Regions from separate parts of the Sus scrofa genome. Here region 1 is linked to region 2. Evidence: chromatin contacts called from public HiChIP or PLAC-seq data. All regions are on one chromosome and are shown on one strand. The core of a region is the stretch at or near the end of the contact, and the rest is flanking DNA. Distances in the headings are between cores, read along the strand shown. Region 1 overlaps MAP3K20 (mitogen-activated protein kinase kinase kinase MLT). Region 2 overlaps RAPGEF4 (rap guanine nucleotide exchange factor 4).

What was found. HiChIP or PLAC-seq counts read pairs in DNA pulled down with a chosen protein or histone mark.
Region 1: a contact with region 2 is called in an H3K27ac HiChIP or PLAC-seq map of skeletal muscle, with 4 times the contacts expected there. The contact joins two enhancer-like sites. A contact is called at or near these places in 2 of 47 Hi-C or Micro-C datasets (alveolar macrophages and embryonic fibroblasts) and 2 of 2 datasets of contacts at active chromatin or transcription factors (alveolar macrophages and skeletal muscle).

The regions. Positions count from the first base shown.
Region 1 is chr15:79,323,875-79,331,258 of Sscrofa11.1, forward strand. All of the region lies in intron 11 of MAP3K20 (mitogen-activated protein kinase kinase kinase MLT), which reads left to right. LOC106508121 (a long non-coding RNA gene) reads right to left here. Exons shown (of 3, transcript XR_001304693.2): 3 at 2,927-7,384. Among named protein-coding and RNA genes, the nearest start is that of MIR9826, 68 kb to the right of the region's middle. Within about 2 kb of position 5,162, at least 1 of the 83 cell types and tissues checked has an H3K27ac peak or open chromatin away from gene starts, as enhancers often do. A contact at or near this core is called in skeletal muscle, where this site is marked.
Region 2 is chr15:79,066,224-79,073,990 of Sscrofa11.1, forward strand. RAPGEF4 (rap guanine nucleotide exchange factor 4) reads left to right here. Exons shown (of 31, transcript XM_021075197.1): 25 at 356-534; 26 at 3,599-3,689; 27 at 7,460-7,510. Among named protein-coding and RNA genes, the nearest start is that of MAP3K20, 100 kb to the right of the region's middle. Within about 2 kb of position 4,993, at least 8 of the 83 cell types and tissues checked have an H3K27ac peak or open chromatin away from gene starts, as enhancers often do. A contact at or near this core is called in skeletal muscle, where this site is marked.

The DNA of each region.
Region 1 (7,384 bases), core at 3,912-6,411, 260 kb after region 2:
TTCTTTCTTCCATGTTCCTGGTGCTTTTTAGCTGACTTATATGAGGTTCTTATTGAACTAATAACTGCAGAGGTCTTTTCCTAATAAAGTTAAGATAGTTAAAAAAAAAAAAGGAGTTCCCGTCGTGGCGCAGTAGTTAACGAATCCGACTAGGAACCACGAGGTTGCGGGTTTGATCCCTGCCCTTGCTCAGTGGGTTAACATCCGGCGTTGCCGTGAGCTGTGGTGTAGGTTGCAGATGCGGCTCGGATCCCGCGTTGCTGTGGCTCCGGCGTAGGCCGGGGGCTACAGCTCCGATTGGACCCCTAGCCTGGGAACCTCCATATGCCATGGGAGCGGCCCAAAGAAATAGCAAAAAGACAAAACAAAAAACAAAAAACAAAAAAACCTCAATTCCAACTTTAATTAGGAGGAGTTCCCGTTGTGGCTCAGCGGTTAAGGAACCCAGCTAGGATCCATGAGGATGTGGGTTCAATCCCTGGCCTTGCTCAGTGGGTTAAGGATCCGGGTGTTGCTGTGAGCTGTGGTGCAGGTCGCAGATGCGGCTCAGATCCCTTATTGCTGTGACTGTGGTGTAGGCTGGTGGCTGCAGCTCTGATTGGACCTCTAGCCTGGGAATCTCCATATGCCACAGGTGGCCCTAAAAAGACAAAAAGACCAAAAAAATAAATAAATAAAAATTAGGAAATTGACCCTAAAAAGTACTTTTACACACAGAATGTAAAGGTCATCCCTGACAATATAATAACATACTATTTGTACACTGTTTATCATAAATTTACCCTTATTTAAATGGCATCAAAACGTTAACCTGGAGTTCCCGTCGTGGCGCAGTGGTTAACGAATCCGACTAGGAACCATGAGGTTGCGGGTTCGGTCCCTGCCCTTGCTCAGTGGGTTAACGATCCGGCGTTGCCGTGAGCTGTGGTGTAGGTTGCAGACTCGGCTCGGATCCCGCGTTGCTGTGCCTCTGGCGTAGGCCGGTGGCTACAGCTCCGATTTGACCCCTAGCCTGGGAACCTCCATATGCCGCGGGAGCGGCCCAAAAAATAGCAACAACAACAAAAGACAAAAAGACAAAAGACAAAAAAAAAAAAAAGTTAACCTTAATTTGCTTATTTCTCAAAAGAAGAGGCAGTAACACTTTCAGATCCTGCCAGTTTTACCACTGAAACGTGTATGATAACAACATTTATGGCAATGGATGGCTGTTTAAAATCATAATGTATGATTGAAAACAAGTGTATCCACTATAAGAAGGAGACTCCCAGAAAGAAAGGAAAAAAAGAAAAAGAAAAACAACTAAAACTGTTAAAAGAAGGAAACGTGTAGAGAATAGAAACAGAGGTAACAATCTAAATTAATACAGGTCTCTTTTCCCCTCAATTTTCACATATATTTACATACTTGTTTATAACTTGAATGTTAGAGACGATCTGGAATGTGTTCACAAGTGTATTGTTTCCTAAATTGAATAACTAGCTTCTATCATATTTGGCTTAATAAATAGTAAATGGAGGCAAGTGAATTCTACACTCATTTTTAGTTTATAGTCAGATAATCTAGCTAAAAAGGTAGCTAATGACCCGAATCTCCCTAGAACCATATGACTGCTGATTGGTTTTGTGCTTTGCTTCTTGGGTACAAGGTTTCTTGATTTTTTTTTTTAAGCGAGATTAAATCTTTAATTATTTTCTTTTTCAATGTAATAGTTAATTTAACTAAGCATTCTCATATGAAAATGTAATTGAAAAAATTAAAAGAAATTCTAAAAATGACCTTGTTTAAGCAAAATGAGGGCTTAAAACGTACAACCGCCTTCCTAGTTGAAATTCGGCTTGCTGTGGTGCTTTGCAAACTTTTGGTTGTGATTTACCCTGTCATTTTTGAATTATGGTAACCACGCTGGAGCCAAAACCCGCCATTAAATAAATTCTCACATAATTCCCTACATTCGTTTGTTTCACTAATCACTTACCTTCTGTGCCGCACCCACTAATTTTGTGGTATCTAGTTTCCTTGATTTAAATTGGTCCTAATTTCTCTTTTTACTTCTGTCCTTTCTTCCCTCGTGATAGCTTCTCTTGCCTCTTGCTGCAAGAATGTCTGAGGAGTCTTACTTTGAATCTAAGACAGAGGAGTCAAACAGTGCAGAGATGTCATGTCAGATCACAGCAACGAGTAACGGGGAGGGCCATGGCATGAACCAAAGTCTGCAGGCCATGATGCTGATGGGCTTTGGGGATATCTTCTCAATGAACAAAGCAGGAGCTGTGCTGCATTCTGGGATGCAGATAAACATGCAAGCCAAGCAGAATTCTTCCAAAACCACATCTAAGAGAAGGGGGAAGAAGGTCAACATGGCCCTGGGGTTCAGTGATTTTGACTTGTCAGAAGGTGACGATGACGATGACGATGATGAGGATGAGGATGGTGATGAGGATAATGACGTGGATAATAATAGTGAATGAAAGCACAAAGCAAAGTAATACAATTGAAAATGTTTGGGAAAACAAAAGGAACTTGTTATCTCAGTCTGTACAAAAACCAGTAAGGAGGTAGAAACCCAAGCACTGCATTTTTAGGCCAATCACATTTATACAACAGTCATTTCTTTACGATTTTACTTTTGATTTGTCTTTGCTTATAGTAAAAGGGGGGAAGGGAAGTAAACCCAAAAGGTCTAGTTCATGAATCAGCAAATGTGGTGCCTGATTATAGAAATTTGTGATTCTATATGCAATATCGTGTTTTTTAACTAATGACATTTCTGGCTTTTTTTTTAATGAATATAGTTTGTGTTTGATTTCATTTGACTTAATTTCATTTGAGCAATCTTCAGTTGCTTTAAAAAAATATGTAGATTTTGAACAAGGACTCAACTCCTAATTCTTCTTTGACTTTGGGTTTTCTTGTAAGACACTACTTTTTTTTTTTTTTTTAATGGCAATGTACCACACTGTCAGAGAAGATTGTGGCTACAAAACCCAACAAAAATACTGAAATGAAAGGCGGTTATAGCAAAACTTCTTTAGAAATACCTAAGTGCTAAGTGTATTTTTAATACATAATAGCACAACTACTGAAAGTAAAACTCAAGAGTTGTTCTCAAAAAGTGCATTTACAGGAGAAATACTCTCATTTGAAACAAACAACAGATGTTGAAGGCTTTCATACCAATGCTCGCCCTAGAAGCTTCTTCACGACAAACTTCACCTAAGGCTTAGCTTATACTTTATACAAAGAGAAATATATGGTCTTAAAGGTATACTCCCAGGCAGTGTGAGTGTTAATACAGGGCAGGAAGGGTATATGTATGTGTGTTTGTTGTCCAGAGGGGCATGAGAATCCTGGATTCTAAATACATGTAAAGATAGGAGTTCCCATCCTGGCTCAGCAGAAACGAATCTGACTAGCATCCATGAGGACGCAGATTCAATCCCTGGCCTCGCCCAGTGGGTTAAGGATCTGGCATTGCCATGAGCTGTGGTGTAGGTCACAGACTCAGCTCTGATCTGGCATTGTTGTGGCTGTGGAGTAGGCCAGCAGCTACAGCCGAGTCTAACCTAGATAAGCTATCCTTACTTAGGCACAAGTACAGGATGAAGGGTCCCTTTTATATTAGATCTGGCCTTCCAGGCGTGTCTTTTTTTTTAACCCTGACTCAGCCACGCTGGTGTGAAAGAGAAGTGAATGTAGGTGCTGCTCTGAAAACCTAGCTAGCCAGAGAGATATCCTCAGAATGTTATCACAGATTTGTCAGAGCTTGTTTAAACTATAAAACACTTGTAGTTATATGTATACAGAAAGGCAAAAGAACAAAGACTTTTTTCTACCCTAAATTAGAAAGCAGTGCCATTCATTTGACTGTTAAACCAAAGTACTTTTGGTGGTTCTTTTTACAGAAGATTTAAGAAAGAGTATCATCACTGACATTATCTAATACTATTTCCAAGTTTATTTGATCATAAAAACTTCTTAGAATTTGAAGCATGACATGCTTCCAACCCTGTTAAGGGCAAAAAATACCATAAAATGGTCACTACACCGTGCCAGCTTTATTTGGAGAAAAATAACTTATAAAATATTCTGGGTGTGAAATGTAGACCAGTCTATATTGAATAGTGATAAAGAGAAGGATCTGAAGTCAGAGCATGATTCACAATTGCCGTGCAATCTTGAGCAAGTTATTTAACTTTTGTGTCCCTTTGCTCATCTTGAACATGAGAATGATAATACTACCTACTTCAAAGGATTCTTGTGAGGATTAAGTGAAATGATACATGTTAAGCATTTAACACAGTACCAGGCCCATGGTAAGTGGTCAGCTAGTGTTAGCTACTCTTAACTATGCCAGGGAAAATACACTGGGAAATAAGTGGTTTCCATAACCTGGAAAACTAAACTATCAATTTCAAGTGCTATTTGTTGGGTAGGATAGAGTGAAAATTAAAGTGAATAGCTCTCAGGAAAGATGAAGAGAACATCTTTAGAATGGAAGCTATATAAGCAGATCTATTCTGTCATTCTGTGAAGACCATGCTAGTGGCAAGGTTTGCTTAGTCTGAAGTATTTGCCAGCCTTGCCACCACCCATGGTCCAGAAAAACACTCTGCCTAGAAGATGGGTTCCTCTCATACCCAATCGGATATTTTTCTTGTGTCTATGCAAACATAGATACATACACACCACAATATAGTGCTGATGACAAACAGGTGCAAACATAAATAGGCATCCTGTCGGTGCTCAGACCTAGAGGAGTCTGGCCTGATTCAAGCTGAGCCACTCAAACAGAAGATCTCGGAGTGAAGCAGAAGGGATGGCCTTCGGCTCTTGCCTTCCCAGCATGCCATGGGGCTCTGCAGCCATGCAACCTGAAAGAGCACCAAAGACCAGATGGTTCAAAGCCTCTTGTATCTCATCTGTTCAGGCCAAGGTCAAGTCAGCCATCCCACCAGTACTCATTGAGCCCCTCCTCTGTCCCCATTACCATTCTAGGGAGCAGCTAGATGAAAATCTTTACACTCATGGAGCTTCCATGCTAGGGAGCGGAGATGGACAATAAACAGACCAAATGCATCATACAGTAACACTGGATAAGGGCACGTGGGGAAACCAGCGGGGAGGGAGGATGAGGTCCATGCTGTGCTGTGAACTTTAAGGTGTGGTCAGGAAAGGCCTCACTGCTAATGGAATTTCTATGGGCTAATTTTGGGATCTGTGTGCCTTGTGTGAGAATGTGTGCCCTGGCTCTCATTTGAGAGTAACCAGCAATAAATTTAGAACATACGAAATGCATGGGGTGGATTTTTTTTTAAAAAGTACATGAAATAAAAATTTATAATAATTAAATCTACCATGATTATACCTAAGGTTTTGGTGCCTTAAAAACATGAAAGCAGCCAAAGAGGGCCAAAAGAGAAAGGTAATAGCCAAGCCCAAGGTTTACTGTCATTTCAAGTAGTAATTCTCTAATCTCTCAACTGCTGCTATTTTCCTAACTGATATTCCAGAGATGATCAGAGCTCAATACCCTACCATCAGGAAACTGCAGAGCCTTCAGATACAGCAGATTTGATAACCTCAGTGAAAAGCTTGAAATGTTCTCTGCCTAGAACTGGGCTCCAGATAATTACCATATGGCCTGGTCTGTTTTACTTTCTCTTCCAAATCAAAATGTCTTTCTAGGGTTCGGAACACTCCTGCATTCTGAGTCATGAGCAGAATCTTAAAACGGTCTCACTCTGTCTGTGAAGATGATTTAAAAGACTTCCGACTATATTATTAGCCTTATTAATTTTAAAAAGAAATACATATTATCCATGTACAGAATGTCTAATCATGTTAATTGTGCAGCTTTTAATTCATTTTTTCAGCTCAGTTTTTGAAAGGGCAGATTATTGGTGGTGGATGTATTTCCAATGACTTGACTCACAAAAATGTACATTTATAAAGTGAAGAGTTAAAGAAACACATTCATAATGAGAATTGAGACTCTAAATTGTGGTAAATATTATCGGAGCCATACAACTGAAACTGTAACTACTCTTCCATCTTTTCTCCTTTACTCATAAAGTTGATCATGTAGAACTTGATGACACCCTCTTGGTGGTTCTCAACCACAATAGTGCTGTCACCAAATGGTGGTTGGTGATGCTAGGGCATAGTTTTGGTTGTCACGTGACTGGGGGTACATTTAGTGCCCAGTGTCCAAAGTGGTAACATCCCTTGGCCCAGGGACAGTCCCACCCTATAAAGAATTCCATCCAAAATACCCATAGGATCGTCCCTTCCTCCACTGAGAAACTTAGCTAAACCTGGCAGTTTTAGAATTCCACATCTTACTTTTTCTCCCCGACATGAACTTACCCAAGTCAAAAGATGCATTTGCAGAATTACAGCCACTTACACATTCTGAATTTGGTAGATTTGTGCCACTTATCTTAAGGCCTCTCTTGTGGAAATGGTTTTTTTCCCCTTAAGCACACTGGTGGAAACTTGATCAAACAGCTCAATTTAGCGGGAGAGGGGAGGATGTCACTCTCTCTTTGCCCTGATTCCACTATAAATTTTTAAAAATATCACTGAAGTACCTATAATTCTGCAAAGTAGGCAGGATAATTTAAAAGGACCCGTTTCTGAACAGTCTTTTGATGTAAGCAAGATCACATTTTAATATTTTGCATAAATAAGCAATGGGAAGAGGTGGGAGGCACAGAGCACACTTGTTTTCAATGCTCTGGAGATGTTGAGGGTCCATTTTCAGCCAGTAGTTTTATTTATTTATGTTTTCAGCCAATGATCCTAATATGCAGTGGGTCTGTTAGCCTTTACGACCACTTGGGGAATTCCAACTTGATCCCAGGGAAAACCGAGGAATTGGGGTGGGGCGCGCAGTTTAGAAGAGATCAGAAATGATGTCTCATGGCGCTACAATGTACACAACTGAATTTTTCGGAGTCTCCATTGGAGTGGTCAGAATTTCATGAAAGGTAATTTTAAAACATTCTGAGTTAAATCTCGATCCTTTTTTAATTTTTTTTTTGATACACTAGACTTGTTGCTGCCTTTGAAACTAGCAGAGTGTCACTCTGCCACATGCATCATAGAGCATAATTTTTCTATAATCAGGTGCCTTTTGCTGCTTTGGGGTAAGACTGTTTTCCTGTTTATATTAAGCGTTGCCAGGGAGAAGCATTGGTTCTGTTCTTTCAGTGGTGGCATAGCCTGCTAGCCCTGGATGTGGCTTCCCTGATCAGAAACAAGTGTCCACCAGGACACCTGGGGGACTAGCCCCGTTTCCTCGGCCTCCAGCTTAGTTTGCGCTCCATAGCCTGTGAGGAGCTTTCTGGTGTGGGATTATTTACTTCAAACCTAGAGTTTC
Region 2 (7,767 bases), core at 3,743-6,242:
TAGCAATTCTGGATGCAGCCTGCAAATGTTAATGCATGCTGTGACGTGGAAACTATAATATTTTTAGCATTGAGTTTATTAATAAAGTCTGTTTATGAAGTCTTTGAGCGGTAAAGAAAAATCTTAATAATTTACAGTAAGCTCTGTCTTTCTGAGTATATTAAGCCAATAGCACCTAGTCTGCAGTTACAGCTTCAACAAGCCTCACTGAGCCTTCGGATCTTCCAAGTTCAAACTGAAACCCAGTCAGTGATTGTATTCACTGACCAATATTGATTTGTCGTGTCAAAGAGAAAAGCTGAGCTGTTGTTTTGATTTAAAAACAAAGATGTGACATTGTTTTCCTCTCTTCTAGCTGGAACTAATCTATCACACATTTGGAAGGCATCATTTTAAAAAGACCACAGCGAACTTGGATTTGTTCCTGAGGAGGTTTAATGAAATTCAGTTTTGGGTTGTCACTGAGATTTGCCTTTGTTCCCAGCCCAGCAAGCGTGTTCAGCTCTTAAAAAAATTCATTAAGATAGCGGCCCAGTAAGTATCAGCTTGGAGAGAGAAAAATGTTTGAGCTGAATTTTCATTCTGTCCCCTTAGATTACACCTTAAAGAGAAAAGTGAGAGATAAAATCTCCTCATGCACCGGGACCAACCTCAGGGGCTTAAGAAGCGCTGAACTCTTGTGAAACAGGTGTTCTGTCTAGCTTTTGACATCAATGTGTAAATGTTTTTGTCTTTTTAGGGCTGCACTCTAGGCATACGGAGTTTCCCAGGCTAGGGGTTGAATCAGAGCTACAGCTGCTGGCCTACACCTCGGCCACAGCAACATAGGATCCGAGCCACGTCTTCGACCTACACCACACCTCACAGCAGTGCCAGATCCTTAACCCGCTGAGCAAGGCCAGGGATTGAACCCGCATCCTCACGGATACTAGTCAGATTGGTTTCTACTGAGCCACAGGAACGCCACCAGTATGTAAATTAACATCTTAGAGCACTGATGCTCAAGTTAAACTTGTGACCTCTTTTTGTTCTGAACTAGTCAGACTTTGTGCCTCCTTCAGTTTAAATGAGTCTTTTGGCAAAGTTCTGCTGTACAAAGTTTGTTTTAAAAGGCTGGGCGAGTCGAGGTCGAACATGACACGTTCTCGCCAGTAGAGGGCAGTAGGAACATGCATGTGGCAGGGCATCCGACTCAGCCAGGATAAAAATCAGTAAAATGCATAAAGGCAAGCTAACCTGGTTCACGGAAATCATCTCCAAAAACATCGGAAAAAGCAAGCATCTTACAAACATTCTATTTAACAGCACTTCATGGGAAACAATTTATTTACCACAGGGGCCAGTTAGATTTCTCCCTGACATGAATGTAATCTTCTCTTGCTATTTAGATATGCCTGACAACCTCCTGTTTACTTCCATGTTTTGGGTATCACCACAATGCTAAAAATAAAAGGCTAAATGTGGCTTGTGGCTGGGAGACTTCTTTCCTTTCTAAATGCACGGAGCTCCAGCCCAGGAAGGTGGGGAGCACAAGTGACCCCAGTTAGGCAGCTTTCCTGAGCCAAATAGTTTAGATCTCATACAGAGTCTGAGCTCCAGAGCTAAACAAAGAAGCAAACACCGCTTGACGTCTTACACATATCAGCTTGCCAAAAGCCTTGAGTTATCCTGCCAAAAGTTTGGGGGTTCGACAGAAGATCCAAATCCCTCCGATTTAAATGCTGGCATCTCTTAATTTGGAAGAGCTGCCTTTTCAAAGAAAGGTTTGGTAAAGTGTTGCTTCTGCATTTCTAGTTGAGCTCCTTTCCCCAGGAGCCTAACGGGCTTGTTGCAAGGGACAAATGCCTTGGCGTGTATGGACGTTGTGATAGTCTGTCTTCCCCATTACAAGAAGTACACTGTCCCCTCCCCTGGCGGTGCTAAGTGCAACAAGGGGAGCAGAGATGAAGTCTGCACAAGGACGTGGAGATCAGAGAGGCTTTGGGGACCCAGTCTTGCAATTTTATAGAGCAACCAAGGAGAGCCTTTCAAACATACAGGAATTTTTTTCTAATGTTTTTGCCTTTCTTAGCTCTCTTCCTTCTGATTATGGGTGGATGTGGCCGTCAGAATATATTGGTTTATGTTATTTAACCATTATTTAAGCTGCGCTGTCCTGCAGTGGAACTCTTTACACAACCCAGCTGGAAAAGATTGTAGACTCAGAAAGCAGGATCTACAGGAATGACCTCTAAACCTAGCGGCAGTTCGCGTGTTTTGTGTGATATTTTTAGAGAACCTCAATATATTCCATTGAAGCTCTTTGACCTGCCCAGAACGTTGAGAAGTTGGGGGTCCAAATGTGGTCCTCACTTTTTACAGGTGAGAAGACTGAGGCATAAAGATGTCCTGACTTACCTAGGGTGATAAAAGTTATTTACTTGATAGCCGTGACCAGAGCCGTGAGCAGAAAGGCAGGGCTGTGGCCTTTCATGATCACACCCAAAGGACAGACACAAATGTGTCCTGACCACTCACTGGCTACAGCCCAGGGGCTCTGAAATTGCCCTCAGCCCCTGACTTGAGAGCTACCACCCTGCAGAGAGTGAGGTCCCCGCTTGCTTCCTCACCGGTGCAGGAGATGCTCCATAGCTTCTCTAAATCCGTTTTCCCATTTCCACACAGCCCATGTAAGGATCACTCACTGCTGCCTCTGCGAGGAGAACACAAGCAGCAAATGCAACAATTAGCCTTTTGCAAAAATGCTAATCCAGACAAGATTTAATTATGATGTAGTCAACTTAGATAATCATATTGATTTGTGGTAAAGGATTTGCACTCGTTGCAAAATGAATTCTTCTTTCCCGTTGCAAGAAGCTGGTATGAAGAAGTTGAAGATTCTTTTTTTTTTTTTTTTTTGCATTTACCTGGGCTAAACATTTCATTCTAATTAAGAACCTTTGGTCTTGTCCCACAATATTCTTATTCCCAAATATATATCCATAAAAGCAAAGAGTGGCCAAAATACAGGTTCAAAATGATCAGCTTCATCAACACTGCTAAAACACAGAGCGGGTAACGTTATTGGGGGTCAGCTGTTGAGGTTACTAGCTGTATACGGGTCATGATTTGTACAGTGATATTTGTTCAACAAATTAGAAGCATTTGCATGGCAGGTGGAAGTTCAGTGTGATCTCCTTGGTTCCCTCAGGCTGCCAGAGCCTGGGGTGTCCAGTTTCAGGCTGGAAGTCTGAAAGCCTCCAAGGACATTTTGCTTCCTCTCTTCAGATCCCCTGAGATGTTTCCTTCCAAGTCCAACAAGGTTTTATCGCTTTGGGGTTACAGTAACAATCCCCCAGGTCGGTGTCTTTAAATTTCCTTCTCAAAACCTGCACCGACGGCCAATACCATCACCTTTCTAAAACTGCGATGAGAAATCAAACAGCAGAACACGGTCACCCAAGTGGAAACTTTTATAATGCATTAAATCTATCATTGCCTGTTCTCGTAAGAGAGTCCTGACGAATATTAATGACCATCAGAAAATAGAACCCTAATTTTTTTTTTTATCTCACTCAAAAGTGACATTTTCTCCCAACATGTGCCTCTTGTGTTTCAGCTGTAAGGAGTACAAAAATCTGAATTCCTTTTTTGCCATCGTCATGGGACTAAGTAATGTTGCTGTGAGCCGCTTGGCACTAACGTGGGAGGTAAGCTTCCGCTGCGATCCAGCTGTGACTTTTGCCTTAAGAATTAAAAACAGAGGCTCACTGGGGTGCTTTAATAGAAATAGCATACACTTGTACAGCAGTGGGAAAGGTGGGACACTTGGAGGGAGGTGACCTGTCTCCTTTTGCCTCAGCATGTGAATTGTAAAAGGTATTGTCCTTTGGTGTCTTGGGGGGGGGGGGAGGTCTTAGCTTCTTGGTAAATAAGATGTAAATAAAAATAAGCTGAGAATCAACAGCGTTGCTTGGATGACTTCAGAGGTTTTGCTTATACGTCCTGCTGTTCTCTGGAAGGTCTTCTTCTTGCTGTTGAAAGAAGCCTTATCGGTAATTAAGCGAGGACAGAAGATCCCTTTGTATCCAGGTAGTCACTTTGCTCCTGGGAGAATAAGCCAGCAGGCCGACTGTGTGGCCCAGCTCAGTACCCATACCAAGTATCTCTTAACCACCTTTCAGACCTCTCTGTGTATGGAGAGAGGAACAAGAGTTGGTTAGAATTCGCTTTGGTGCTGAAGTTATGCAGGTGTGTTGTGAATTTCTGTAGCCAATATTAGTGGTTTGTGGCTAGTTGGTTATTTGTGCTAGAGAACATCCTTATTTTCCATTAGCTAAGTACTCAAACTATGCCTGACCCCTTACATGCGGTCTATAGTCAAAGAAATACTAATCTCTAATAGAACATACACACCAAAATAGACTCGTACTAAAAATAAAAAAGTATGTGTAAGTGGGACACAAAAAGAGGGCAGGGAGGAGGTAACAGAGACTTCATTTGCAGTGATGCTTTAAAAAGCCACCAAAGGCAGCTGTTTGCTTCTCCCAATGTTTTCCTTGAAATAGGTCCTTCCGGCTTCCCTCTTGAAATTGTTTTTTTTCCCTGTTCCTCCTCAGTGTTTGCACTGTTGACAGGACAGGTCCTCACACGTCCTTCTGTCTTGGGTTTCTCTGAAGATTCCAGGCAGATGCAGCACACAGCAGCTCATCCCCTGAATATAGGAATGAGGGAACGGGTGAGGCCTGCATGCCACGTGGCTGGGTCATCTTCCAGCTAGAAAAAGCTGCCGCTGCCAATAAAATCTAAGCCATGAGGCCAGGGGGCAGCCTCCCCTTCTTGGAGCCCACGGCTCTTGGAATCTTAGGAGACCGAGGTTCCCTCTCAAAGAGTCTGCTTTCCCCAACCTGGTTTCAGCTTTTAACCCTCTCGCTGAATCCACAGGGTTTGGTTGGGAAGAACAAAGAAGGTATAAAACCTCATGGGGTCCAGGAAGCAGCCAGACATTAAGGCCGTAGCATGGGGGAGCGCTCCCAGAGTCCCCTTTCCTGGCCGAAAGAGAAAAACCCGGAGGCTGCCTGGGGGAGGGAAAGAGTTCTCTGGCCAGCCCTTCATTCCTCAGGGAGGAGGAAGGAGGAGCACTTGGGCCTGGGAGCTTGTGTTTCCATCCTTGCGTGTTGCTGAAAGGAGGAGAGTCCCCTTTCATCACCTATAAGCCTTTATCTCTAGAGGCAAAATGTAACTGAATCATCTGTAGGAAGCGCTGTCCTTCATAAGCATCTTTGCTTTGGTGTATCTACCTGTCCTGGCCGAGCCCCTCCCACGTGCTTCTCGCACGAGTCGAGTGAGTGGCAGGATGGCAGCAGGAGCAGCGTGAGAAATGGGGCCTGCCCTCTGGGAAGCAGAGAACACGTGTGAGACAGTCAATGAACAAAACGGAAAACAGAGGGAAGCCACGTGGCAAAGGGAATGGCTGGACATGGAGGGGAAAGACCCATTTGAGAGAATGCCAGAGGGAGTGAGACCTCGGAGCCAAGTTTCTTGGCCTTGACGGTGTTGACATGTTGGGCAGGAGCCCTCTTTGTTGGGGGGGGAGGGGCTGTTCTGAGCCACATGGGAGGCTTAGCAGCATCCCTGGCCTCCGCCTACTATAGACCAAGAGCACCTCTCACCCCACCCACCCTGATCTGGGCAATAAATGTCTGCAGATATAACCAAACATCCCCAGGTGGTGGGGGGGCGGGGGTTGCAAAATTGCCCCCAGTGGAGGACCCCTGCTCTGGGAGCATGGGGTGCGGATAGATAATAGTCTTAAGACCATGTTATACTATAGGCTCTCCTGCCTTTGACCCAAAAGCCAGCTAAGGAAAGAATGAGAGACCCAACCAAAAATGTCATTCGCTCCTCACTTTTAAAGTGGTCTGTGTTCCCAGAAAGTCACCACCTAGCGTGGTGGTTTGGACACTCCATGGGGCATGAGACCCCTGCATCCCGTGGCACCCATCCCAGCCTGCCTCCCTTTGCCCTTTCCCCTCAAGCAAGGAGACCGGGTTTCCCTGAGACCCAGAGAGGTGGTAGGACAGTGAGTTTAGAGATGATGAGGAGACCAGTTCCCAGAAACAAAAGAAAACGTCTCACAGCATTCCAAGGGGGATATGACAGACCCATTCAGAGAAGGGAGAGGACTGTTTGGTGGATGGCAGAAGTCTGATTGGTGAGTCAGCAGGGACAGCAGACTTTGGTGTGAGAAGCAGAGCTGAGCCGGGCGTCCGGAGGCCCAGAGCTTGGACAGCACTTCCAGGGTCTTGGGATGGGAAACATATCACGCTGCTCTGTCTTGGTGTGGCTCTGTCAGAAGCAAAAAGTTCAAGTTTACGACAAGCTCAGGACCTAAGCGAAGTAAGAACCAATAGGATTGAAAGGTGATTCATCGCTGACCTCCTGGTGGAGATGTAAGGGGACAGTCAGTGGTGTGGAATCACTAAACCGAGGCGTTCCCATTGAGGCTCAGCGGTAATGAACCCAACTGGTATCCATGAGGATGCGGGGTCCATCCCCGACCTTGTTCAGTAGGTTAAGGATCCAACAATGCCGTGAGCTGTGGTGCAGGTTGGAGAGGCGGCTCAGATCTGGTGTTGCTGTGGCTGTGGGGTAGGCTGTAGCTCCGATTCAACCCCTAGCTTGGGTTTGACCTAAAAAGACCAAAAAGAAGGAAGGAAGGGGAGGGAAGGGGGAGGAAAGGAGGAAAAGAAATGACTAAACTGAAAGAACTATCAATTTCTACATTATAACCAGGCAGAAAAACCCTAGGGGAAGAAATGCTTGTGTAGAAAAGCATAGCGCAAGTAAGAGGCAGGGGAAAGGAGGCAGGTGATGTGTATTCCAGGGGCTCGACCATCATCAGCTGTGTGACTCTGGCATGTCATGTCACCTGTGAGCTTTCATTTCTTCCACCTCTAAAACACAAGTTGAATCTGGTCACATATTTATTGTGTATTGTTTAGCAATGAACAAACCGATAAAAAAAAAAAAAAAAAAAAATCCCTGTTCCCCTGTAGCTTACCCTGAAAAGGAGGAGAAGGGATGAACTCAGTAGTTTCCAAAACCTTTAATCCTAACATTCTCTGGTCTAAATTCCTAACTGTGGGAATCAGAGTTTAAAACCGGGGGTGGGGGGGGGGGTTACCACCAAACCACCTGTAGTCTGGGAATGCACGCCTCTTTATGAATAATCGAGTTCAACAAACATTATAAAAGCAGTAAGACCAAAGCATTCATAGTCACGGTTCTACTAGGTTATTAAGACTTTTAAAAGACGAGGTTATTATCTATCCAGGAGATTATCTTCAAATGATAAGACAGATTTTGCCCGGGCCTTAGAGATGTTTAAGAGCCCAAAGAAATATATTTCCCCTAGAAATGATACACATCGAGATAGTGAATCTGACATATGAGTGTGGCATTTTCCTTTCATTAACAGAAACTGCCAAGCAAGTTCAAGAAGTTCTATGCGGAGTTTGAAAGTTTAATGGTAAGTGACAGTGGCTCCTTTATTCTGTTCACTGTCTGCATTAATCCAATTTCTGATGAGCTGAATTGAAGTTCTCATTTCAGAAATTTTATCTGTCCTTGTATGACTTTAAGAAGTTTATGATCCCATTTTAGTGCTGCTAAAACAAGCATGTCTGACTAATGAATGGCACCCTCAGGTACTAACTTAAGGAGGACTTATGTCCCACATAAGGTCAATTTGTGTAACTAAGAAAAGCTGTATAATAGGATCCTTTC